Regions from separate parts of the Mus musculus genome. Here region 1 is linked to region 2. A link is a contact called in public promoter capture Hi-C data. All regions are on one chromosome and are shown on one strand. Each heading gives the region's core, a stretch centred on a gene start, on an enhancer-like site or on the middle of the called end of the contact. The rest is flanking DNA. Distances are from core to core; before and after follow the strand shown. Region 1 holds the start of A730043L09Rik (RIKEN cDNA A730043L09 gene). Region 2 has its middle 14 kb from the start of Gm39352.

What was found. Promoter capture Hi-C pulls out the DNA fragments that hold promoters and counts their contacts.
Region 1: a contact with region 2 is called in a promoter capture Hi-C map of hippocampal neurons, with 2.3 times the contacts expected there. The contact joins the promoter of A730043L09Rik here to the enhancer-like site in region 2. A contact is called at or near these places in 9 of 39 promoter capture datasets (the C10 cell line, embryonic stem cells, hippocampal neurons and 3 more), 3 of 15 datasets of contacts at CTCF or cohesin (the G1E-ER4 cell line, embryonic stem cells and large pre-B cells), 18 of 484 Hi-C or Micro-C datasets (the C2C12 cell line, the G1E-ER4 cell line, the HL-1 cell line and 6 more), 3 of 115 datasets of contacts at active chromatin or transcription factors (SST interneurons, cardiomyocytes and embryonic stem cells) and 1 of 9 other capture datasets (embryonic stem cells).

What each region holds. Positions count from the first base shown.
Region 1 is chr9:62,242,650-62,248,007 of GRCm38.p6, forward strand. It overlaps A730043L09Rik (RIKEN cDNA A730043L09 gene), which reads right to left and starts at 1,451. Exons shown (of 3, transcript NR_040769.1): 1 at 1,295-1,451; 2 at 1,039-1,152; 3 at 1-880.
Region 2 is chr9:62,552,729-62,557,869 of GRCm38.p6, forward strand. No RefSeq gene overlaps it. Among named protein-coding and RNA genes, the nearest start is that of Gm39352, 14 kb to the left of the region's middle. Within about 2 kb of position 2,038, at least 30 of the 459 cell types and tissues checked have an H3K27ac peak or open chromatin away from gene starts, as enhancers often do. A contact at or near this core is called in the N1E-115 cell line, SST interneurons, cerebral cortex and 3 more, where this site is marked.

The DNA of each region.
Region 1 (5,358 bases), core at 201-2,700, 310 kb before region 2:
CTTATAAAGGAAGCTGGCTTATAGCTCAGAGGTTTTGTCCATTGTCACCATGGTGGGAAGCACAGAGGCATATAGGCAGACGCACTGGAGAAGTAGCTGAGAGTTCTACACCTGGATCCACAGGCAGCAGGAAGAGAGAGTGTGACTGAGCCTGGCTTGAGCATCTGAAACCTCAAAGCCCACCCCCAGTGACACACTTCCTCCAGCAAGGCCATATCTACTTTAATAAGGCTACATCTCCTAACAGTGGCACTCCCTCTGAGCCTATGGGAGCCATTTTCATTCAAACCACCACAATGTGTGTAACAAGAGTGTGTGTGGTGCTGCCCACAGAGGCCAGGAGAGACCATAGGATCCCCTGGAACTGGAGTCACAGGCTTTGTGAACCACCAGCTATGGGTACCAAGAACCAAACCCTGGTCCTCTGGAAGAACAGCCGTGCTCATGACTGCTGAGCATGTCTCCAGCATGTGCCCAGGATAAGGAGCTCAGGTGAAAGCAGAGGGTGGGGAGATAGGGTACCCTTGGCAGCTACCTGGGACAGTTCCTAAAGATGGCGCTTTAATATCTGAACTGGAGCCAGACTGTTGGATGCTCACTGCATCCCTGTGATTGGGGGCCACGGGAGAAGGAAACCCTGAGTAGGGTATGGTCACCGGGCTGGGCCCCCCCCCCATGGGTGAGAGAATCATGTAGGAGTGGGAAAGAGGGGGACGGAGAAAAGGGAAAGGGGGGAGGGCATGTGGAGGTCAGAGAACAGTCCTAAGCAGCTGGTTCTCTCTTTCCACCATCTGGGTCCTGGAGTGGCACTCTGGTCGTCAGTGTTGGTGGCGAGTACCTTCATCTGCTGAGCCATCTCTCTGGCCCGTCATTTATTTTTCTGTCACGTGAACAGGCATGTCAGATAGTCTTTTTTAAACATAATGTTCTATTGGGGTTTCTTTTTTTAAAAAAATATACCTTTTGCCACAAAAACATCAATTTTTTTTTTTTTTTTGAGGAAGGATCTCATGTAGCCCACTCTGACCTTGAACTCACCACGGCGCTGAGACTGGCCTTCCATTTCTGATTCTTCTGCCTTCATATCCACACGTGCTGGATTACAGGCGTGGGCTTCGACGTCTGCACCCGACACACATCGATTTGTTCACTCTGTGGATGGTAAAGTGATGGCTCAGAGAGGCACATCTCCAAGCACAGCACAGCAGAAACTATGTCAGTCCAGTGACCCGACTGCTGACCAGGTGTTTGCACAGGGACAATCTCTGCTGCTGTCCCTAACACCGCCCCCCACCTTTTCAGTCTTGTCTGCCAGGCTAGTGACACTTCTCAGTAAAGCTTGTGTGACCTCTCCTCCCATCAGTGTCCTCTGGCTCCCAGCGCATTAACAAACGGCACTTGTGCACCTAACGGTTGGTTTTGCTAATGCCTGCTGTCTCTCAGAGCAGAATGGCTCTGGCAGCGTCACTCCGCCCGCTGTGTTTGCACTCCTGGTCTCCAGATCCCAGCTGACAACTTGATGTGCTGCACTCCTTTCCAGAGCTCGTACGTTTCAGTACTCCCGTGCTCCAGTGACACTCTCAGCCAGCTTAGGCCTGTCCACCTCACGCGTGCTAGGTCTCCGGCACCACAGGTCAGACCCTGGGAAGTTCACAGCTTACAGAGAAGAAGGACAGATACCCACAGATGGTCAGAGACTGAGCCTGGAGGTGCTGCCTGAAGCAGAGAGTCTGTAACAGGGTGCGTCCTCCAGGCCCTCTTTCATTCCATTTAAACCCTTTAGGAACGATCCTGCCTCCGGGTGAAGTGAAGTGAAGCCTCCGGAGATTCCCTGGTTCTACAGCGCCCTCTTGTGGACAACTGGAGTCTGCCTATAGAGAAAGCAAAGGGCACTTTCGATTAGTCATGGGGGACAGAAGGACACTCAATTCTTCCGACCAAGTTCTTTCACCTATGACCAGTGTCTTAGCTCCTTTCCGGGTTAGTTGTATGTCAACTTGACACAGACTTCATTCATCTGGGAAGAGAGACTTGCACTAGCAAAGTGCCCTGTGATATTAGCCTATACATAATCCTATGGGGCATTTTCTTGATTAATGATTAATGTGGGAGGACCCAGCCCTCTGTGGGTTATGCCGCCCCTGGGCTAGAGGTCCTGGATTGTATTAAAAATAATGGGCTGAGCAGGCTGTGGGGAGCAAGCCAGAAAGCAGCCCTCCTCCACAGGCTGTGCTTCAGTCCCTGCCTCTTGTCCCTGCCCTGACTTCCTTTGGTGACTGACACACTACAATGTAGAACTGTAAGATGAAATAAACCCTTTCCCTCCCAAAGTGCTTTATTACAGCAACAGGCGCATAACTAGATGGTTGTTTTCCAGTTCGTTGATAGAAAAGACCCTGGCAAAGACAACTTGAAGAAGGATGGGTTTATTCTGACTCCCAGTTTGAGGTCCAGCCCATCACAGCAGGGGAGAAAATTCCCATAGGGGGGAACCTGAAGCAGAGGCTCAAACTGAATATTCAGTCCAAGAGCAGAGTGCACCTGCAGCTTTCGGGGAGTCTCCTGACTCCATCTCTTGTCTTGCCCTAAGGCAACTGGGATTACAGACATGTGCTATCATGTCTGCCTTTGTGTGGGCTCTAGGGGGTCCAAATTTGGAACCTCATACACATGTGGCAAGTGCTTTTACCCACTGTCCCACCTTCGATTACTGGAGACTGTGGGGAAGGCCCTAGCACCAGGCCTGGCCCCAGCTCCAACAGGCGAAGCTTCGTGCGAGTGAGCCCCTCTTTTCCAACCACCTTCACTGGAACAACCAGGGCATGTGATTAGCCTCGGTCCCAGTGGAAAAGACTGACGAGGAGAGGTTGTCAGGGTGGCTACGTCCCAGGTGGCTGGATTCTTAGGTATGTAAACCAGATGACTGGATGCAGAAAGGTATTGTCTGCATCTCGCTTCTCAGAAGATCAATGAGGCATGGGTAAAAGGAGGGCAAGGGACCAAGATAGACAGACAGACAGACACACGTGCACACACAGAGGAGGAAAACATCATAGATGCACATCACAGAGCTGTCTGAACTTTGGCTATAAAATTAGTATCACAGCTTGGCTGCTTGGCCCGTATTTCTGTATTTCTTGTTGCAACCTTGGACTCAGCCTCACTGCCCCCTGCAGGCTGCAGGGCTTTACCTCATTCCAGTAAGACTACCCCTACCAAGGCCCATGATAGATAGAGTCCTTCTTCTCGTTTTTAGCAGGGCTGGAATCAAAATGCCCTCTAAGCAAGCACTCTTATCATGCCCGGCTCCGACAGCTCAGTCCTGGAGAGCGAGCTACAGGTAGATAATACAAGCATCTGTATCCTATCAGGGAGGAAACAGGAAGAGCAGGAAGTACATGCCCTGCACCTATTGTCCTCTAAGGACAAAATACAGATTCCAGCTCAGGGTGAATGAAGCTCAAACTAGAGAAATTGGAAATTGAAAACCACCGAACCTCAAGGTTTCATAATTAAAGTTAAGATCAGAGGCTACGCGCTTCAGCTGTGATTAATGAGAAATCTCAGAAGAAGGTTCAATGTAATAAAGCTGTTGGCTCAAGCGGCTTGGGGAGAGCGAAGCTCTGCGTCTGCTTTACCCTGTGTTTATTCAGATCAGGGAGAAGCGGGCTGCGAGTATTCGTATGCCGGCAGCTAGGCATTTTAAATTACATCGAGCCTTTGCTTCTGGCTCGCTGTTACAAAATGGGGTTTCTAATGGATTCATATACGTAGACGCACACAGAGCAAAGCCAGCACCCTGCAAATATTTGCCGTGGTTGTTATTTACCAGAAAGGGCAGAGCTTCTTTGCAATATCCTAAGGTTTATCTCTCAAAGACTGCTGGCTGGAGTTTAAGCCTTTGGATGTTTGTTATTGAAAATGACATCTGTTTAACTGTTTCTTGTGAGAAATTGTGTCTGTTTACTTGAACTTATAAGCTGTGTTTATCAAAGGAATTTGAATCCACTCATGACAATCTTGAGATTAATTAAAAAGCCACACAGAGTCTGTTTCCAATGAACTCTACCAGTCTAAACACCCACACCAGCTCTCTTCCAAATGCTCTCAAGAATATCAAAGCAGGGCTGGAGAGATGGCTCAGTGGTTAAGAGCACTTGACTGCTCTACCAGAGGTCCTGAGTTCAATTCCCAGCAACCACATGGTGGCTCACAACATCTGTAATGGAATCTGATGTCTGATGCCCTCTTCTGGGTGTGCCTGAAGACAGCTACAGTGTGTGTGTGTGTTTGCATATGTGTGATATCTATATCTATATCTATATATATCTATAGATATATATATAGAGAGAGAGAATATCAAAGCAGGGGCAGAGATATGATGACTCAGCTGGTACAGGTGTTTGCCACCAAGCCTGATGACCTGAGTTCAATTCCTAGGAACCACACGGTGGAAGGAGTAAACCAGCTCCTGAAAGTTGTCCCCTGCCCTCCACATGTACCCCATGGCTCTCACACAAACAAAATTAATAAATAAAATGCAATAAAACCATGCTTTAAAAGGGCGCTGCTAAGGAAAAAAGTAGGGAACATGGACTCAGCCAAATGAAGATATGGTATTAGGGTTGCTATTTGTGCTGGCTGGTTTTATGTCAGCTTGACACACAAGTTACAGTTATCTAAAAGGAAGGAACCTGAGTTGAGAACTCTCTCTCTCTCTCTCTCTCTCTCTCTCTCTCTCTCTCTCTCACACACACACACACACCTTTTTTTTATTCTTTGTGAGTTTCATATCATGCACCCAAGTCCAGCTTGTCTCCCTGTTCCCTTATATCCTCCCTTGCAAACCACTCTCCAAAATAAAAAGAAAAATACACAGACAAACAAAGCATAGAAAACAAACATCTCACGAGGGAAGCTGTCCCACAGTAGATCCCTCTGTCCACACATCTTCACTTGCAAATGTTCATTGCAATGAGTCCTTGACCCCTGGCTTCTCTGACACCATCAATCCTCACTGGGTCTCCTCCTGTTTATCCTGTGTCATGGAGATCCTGGGACTTTGGATCAGCAAGACTTGCCCTTTCACGTGTCCCAACCGTTTGCAGATGATATAGATTTGGGGGTGGACCAACTTGCTCTGGGCCCAGGTGGTAGCTGAGCTAGCTAGTCAGTGCCCTGGCTTTCCCTTATCCTCCCCACCTCTCCAGCACTGATTCCGATAGCCACCTGATGCTGCTGCCATCACCAGGGAGCAAGGGCAGCTCTCCTGCTCTCATGCACTTGGGCTATCTCAACAATACCCACTCCTCCAGAGCCAGCTCCGCTGTGCTGTCCAGTCAAGATGTGGGGCCCACT
Region 2 (5,141 bases), core at 788-3,287:
TTCAAAATGTCTGTGGGAGCCATACCTACTCAAACTATCACACAGCGTCTCACTCTATAGCCCCGGTTAGCCTAGAACTCACTGCTTAGACCAGGCTGACCACCAATTCACAAGGATCCACTTGCCTCCTCCTCTGCTGGGATTAAAGGTGTGTGCCCCTATACCTGGTGGGAGAGAGTACTTTCTTAGGGTGGAAAATTTTAAGTTACTGTCCAGTTTACCAGTTCACACCCCAGTGTTTTCACAGACGTACCCCCAGAGTTGGACGTGAGGATGTTGCCGGTACCCATCCTTCTTTGACCTGCCATACACCTGAGACTCTTGGTTTCCAGCTGGGTTCTGGTCATTTTCAGGCCTCACTGGCACCTCCAGCTCTCCTGGATATTGGACGACTGGAAGAAGGGTGGGAGGGTGGGCCACCAACGGATCCACGGTGTCCCCTTCCTCAGGCCAGGGTGGAGTCTGCCTAGGTTTTATAAAGAAATTGGAGTTGAGATGTTGAGAACACAGAGCTGCTTTCTAGGTCCCAGACAGGGCTGCTCTTCAGATATTCAGTCTCTGTCAGCTTCTGGAACCTTCTGGTTGGAACTGCAATAGGAGGTAACTGGGGTGGTGCCTCCGCAGAGGCACCCTAACAGCCACAGGCTCTCTGGGCAGCATCCTCTATCTAATTCCCAGTAAGTATTTCCCACCTCCTGGGGTTTTGCTCAGAGACACTGGGTTCCTTTCTACATCTGCCCCAGACTTCTGGCTCCCTACCACCGTATGGCCAATGGCGCCACCTACTGGCAAAACCAAAGCCCCAAATTACCTGTTCTTTCCTTGTCTTCCAAACAGTGGGATGGATGGAGTCAGTCCATAGTTCGCCCCAGTTCATCCCAGAGTCTAGCCTTTCCTGCTGCCCCTTCATCCCATCGCTGCTGTTCTCAACTCTCATGGGGACTATACTGCTTCCACAGTCCTTTCTGCTGAAGCCAGGGACCTCAGCATTGCAGTGTGACTCAGCCACCTCTCCCTGTGACCTTCAGTGGCTCCCTCTTGCTCCCTGGGACACCCGGTGTGATCCGGCCACTACCTTCCTCTCTCACAACTGCCAGCCTCTACCTCCTCTCCCTGTCTATCTCTCACGGCCTTGAGAAAGCACAGTGGACCAGAGCCAATCTCATCCTGGTCTTTGTCTAAGTAGGCTTCTCTGTCCCTTGAGGGACTCACCCCTAATTCTTTAGAGTTCTACCAGACATCACCTCCTCCAAGAAATTCTCCAACCCCTATTAGTTTTCTGTGGCAACTCTTCCCCCCACCCCTGTGGCCACTCTTACAAATGACCACAAATCTGATGCTTTGAAGTGAGACCACTGTATACTTTCTCAGCACTGAAGGTCAGAAGTCCAAAGCAGAGGGCTGTGGAGATGCTGCACTTTGTGGCCCTTCCTCACAGCGCTCCTGCCATGTGTTTCTACCACCCCATCTCCCTCTCTCTAGTTCTCTCTCTTTCTTGGAAGACCCATAGTTACATCCAGGGCCACCAAGATGATCTGGGTAACTCCCCACCACACAGTCCCTAATGTAGTCACAGCTGCACGTTCCCTTTGCCTCAGTGAGTACTGCTCAAAGTTCTGGAGAGGAGATCATGGCATCTTGGGAGTGTGTTACACGGCCCACCCCTTCCCCCTTTCCTCCCTCAGATGTGGAGGCCCACTCTTTTGTGACTCCATGGTTCTCTGGTCAAATGCATTCACAGTTACTTGTCTGACTACCCTGCTAGTTACTGCTTGAAACTGTGTGACCCTACCTGACTTCCCTGTGTCCTGGGACCTGGCTGAGTCCTTGCAGTGTAGGCACCATAGGGTGCATGTTTGTTGAGTGAATGAGAGTATGAACAGGAGTCTGGAGGCAAGCGGACTACCTGGATGTGCACAGCATATGCTTCTGTGCTGAAGGATGGTGCAGAAGGCAGGAGGTGCAGAGGGAAAGGGCTGTAACCTTGCTTGGGGCCCTCCCATATGTGCAGGAGGCCGTGTGAAACAGGGTGGGGGGAGGGGACACCCAGCCAGCTGGTGCCACCAGGACTGGAGCTCATAGGCACACTCTGCATACAGCCTCCCTCTGATGGGGCTGTTACCGAGGCAACAGAAGAAGTTGGTTGCCCAGCAACAATGCCCTGCTTCCCCCAATCCCTCTTATGGCTATTTCTTTCCCCTGGGAGGCTTGTACCCTCTCTAGATTGTGTTCCTGTTTAACAAAAATGGATGCCCTCTGTCCAAACTCCAAGTGCAGGAGACGAAAGGGCAATTTCATGAGACTGTGATGGTAGGGGTCATGGGTTAAGCATCAGAGTGAAAGGGAGTAGGAGTGGCCTAGGTGCAGAGATGGAAGACATTTGGGCCAATCTTTTTCCTGTATACTTTTTCCTTTCCCATTTGAACCAAGAAAAACTGGAAGGGGATCAATCTAGGAAGCAGGAGACCTGGGCCCATGGCCTGGACCAGACTCTGGCTTCTGGAACACATTGGTTAAATGACTTTGTTGAGTTCCCAGTATCCGGTTTGTGAGAAGAGAGCTTGGTCAACCTGATAACCAAGATCTCTCTGGACGCTAGTCAGCCTGGAGAGCACAGACAGCCTTTTTCTATGACTGGTCCTTGCCGCATCCCTACTTGGCCAGTCTTGTGGCATCCTAGTCCATGAAGCAAGGAGAAGGCAAGAATGTCCCCTGGACTCCAGCCTGATTCTTCTGAGAGGACTCCAGTCTATTCTGTCACAGCCAGTGGAAAGTATTGAGCACTTCTTGGTCTTAGTGACGCCCCCTCTGGAAAAGGAGAGTGCTATACTCTCTATAACTGCTTCCTGTCAGCTTTGCCCTCCCCTCCTCCCCAATCTACCCACCACAAACAACCCAATGGAAAACCTGCACAGAGAAACTGGTGGAAAGATTTGTTCTGAGACAGTACCACCTGCTGGCCTTTCTAGGAATGACAGATACTCCTCAGAAGATAGAGTAACTCCACACTCCTGACATAAGATGGGTGTTACAATGTAACTCCTTTTGCACCTGGAATTATTTCAATAAAAAAAAAGCCATATAAGATAAGTGCTATGGTATTCTGGTTTTATAGCTGATGGCGCTGAACTTCAGAGTATTAGGGACTCTGATTTGAGGGGGAAACTGAGGCAGACTCTCTTTTTAGTAAGAGGGCAGTTTTACTAGGGCAGTTTTTAATGACATAGTCGGTCGTAGTTCTGAAGAGAGTTCAGGCCCATGAGGTTGAGTGTGAGAGGTCCTCTCTTACAGGTTTCCAGGATGGGGCGGGTAGAGGTCTTACGTATTTGATGACTAGAGTCCTTCCCGAGTCGGGCTGTCTGATTCCCAGGCAGCGTGGGAAGAGGGAAAGAATCAGACCCTTAGTTACTGTGTGTCCATCATGTGGGATGAGCTACCTAAAGCCCCTGATGGCTCGAGATCTGGTAACCTGCACGAGGGTTGCATGGATTCAGCTGGGAATGTTAAATGGAGGACAAGGTGGAGGCCAAATGGAGACTTGCCTTTCCTCAGAAATGTTAGCATTGGAGAATGACCACACCACAGTCAGTCAGACATTTAAGTCACAATTCCACACAAAGAATTGAATTTACCACCTGTAGTGATTTGAATATGTTTGGCCCAGGGGGTGGCACTATTTGGAGGTGTGGCCTTGGCGTATATGTGTCACTGTGAGTGTGGGCTTTAAGACCCTCATCCTAGCTGCCTGGAAGTCAGTTTTCTGCTAGCAGCCTTCAGATGAAGACTTAGAACTCTCAGCTTTTCCTGTACCATGCCTGCCTGGATACTGCCATGCTCTCACCTTGATGATAATGAACTGAACCTCTGAACCTGTAAGCCAGCCCTAATTAAATGCTGTCCTCATAATAGTTGCTTTGGGCCAGGCGGTGGTGGCGCACGCCTTTAATCTCAGCACTTTGGAGGCAGAGACAGGAGGATTTCTGAGTTTGAGGCCAGCCTGGTCTACAGAGTGAGTTCCAGGACAGCCAGGGCTACACAGAGAAACCCTGTCTTGGGGGGGGGGGGGGGGAAAGAGTTGCTTTGGTCATGGTGTTCACAACAGTAAAACCGTAAGACACCACCCAAGTAATTTGCCTGGGTGGGAGTCAAAGCATGACGAGCAAATGTAAGCTTGGTCCTCCGGTGAAGCGGATATTTAACCAACAGTGCCACCTGCCCTTTCCACACCAGAAAAACAGTGACAAGAAACACCCCAGCTAAGAAGTTAGGGAGGGAAGCAAGAAGGCCCAGAGGCAAGGAGTCATCCTGGCTCACAATCCAGCAAGCCGCTCCAGGTCTTTTAGGTGAGGTGCTATGCTTTTGGTTATTAGACTACTGAGATGACGCTCCCCCAAGCATTTCCCCAAGAAGCTCATGATGGGAGAAGGAAAGGGCTAAAGCCTGCAGCTGGCCAGAGGGCAACTTGTCTCCAGACAAGAGATTCCAGCCGTCAGACTACCTTGCAGAGGGACTGGACCCCAGATAACGACGATGACGACGGGCAGCATGACCTCACTGTGACAAATTAACTCTGCATACCTCTTGCCTTCTATTTAAAACTGAACCTACGTCAGGTGCCAGACCCTGGAGATGATCTTGAGAAGGGGCAGGGCCACTGTTGCTCTCTGATCCTGTTCCCAATGTGGCCACGTTGACCACAGCTCCTTTTCTGCCTTTTTTCATTACTTGTCTCTTGAACTGGACTGTTGGGGACAGACGGCCGAGCCTCAATTGTTACCAGGACCCAGGCTCTGGCTCTAACAACCCCAGGAACACAGTGTCAGTGGAAGGAGACTGGACCTTCTTGACTTCTAAGGACAGTGTGTGTCACCCATCAAGGTACGGACCCCAGTTTGTACTCCGTAACCCATTGAGGTACCTACCTCAGTGTGCTCTCTGTAAGACAGGCAGTAGCCGCCTCCTCACAGACACCAGAGGCACCCCCCTGGGAATGAATGCCAGGGCCTAGCTATCAGCCGCCCAGGGCCTGCATCTCTCACCTGGAAAGTGAGCTGTCATCAAAGGTAGTATTGGCCACAGATCCTGTTCCCTCCCTTCCCTGCCTCCTGCATGGGAACCAGAGAGTCTGGATCTTCCTGTGA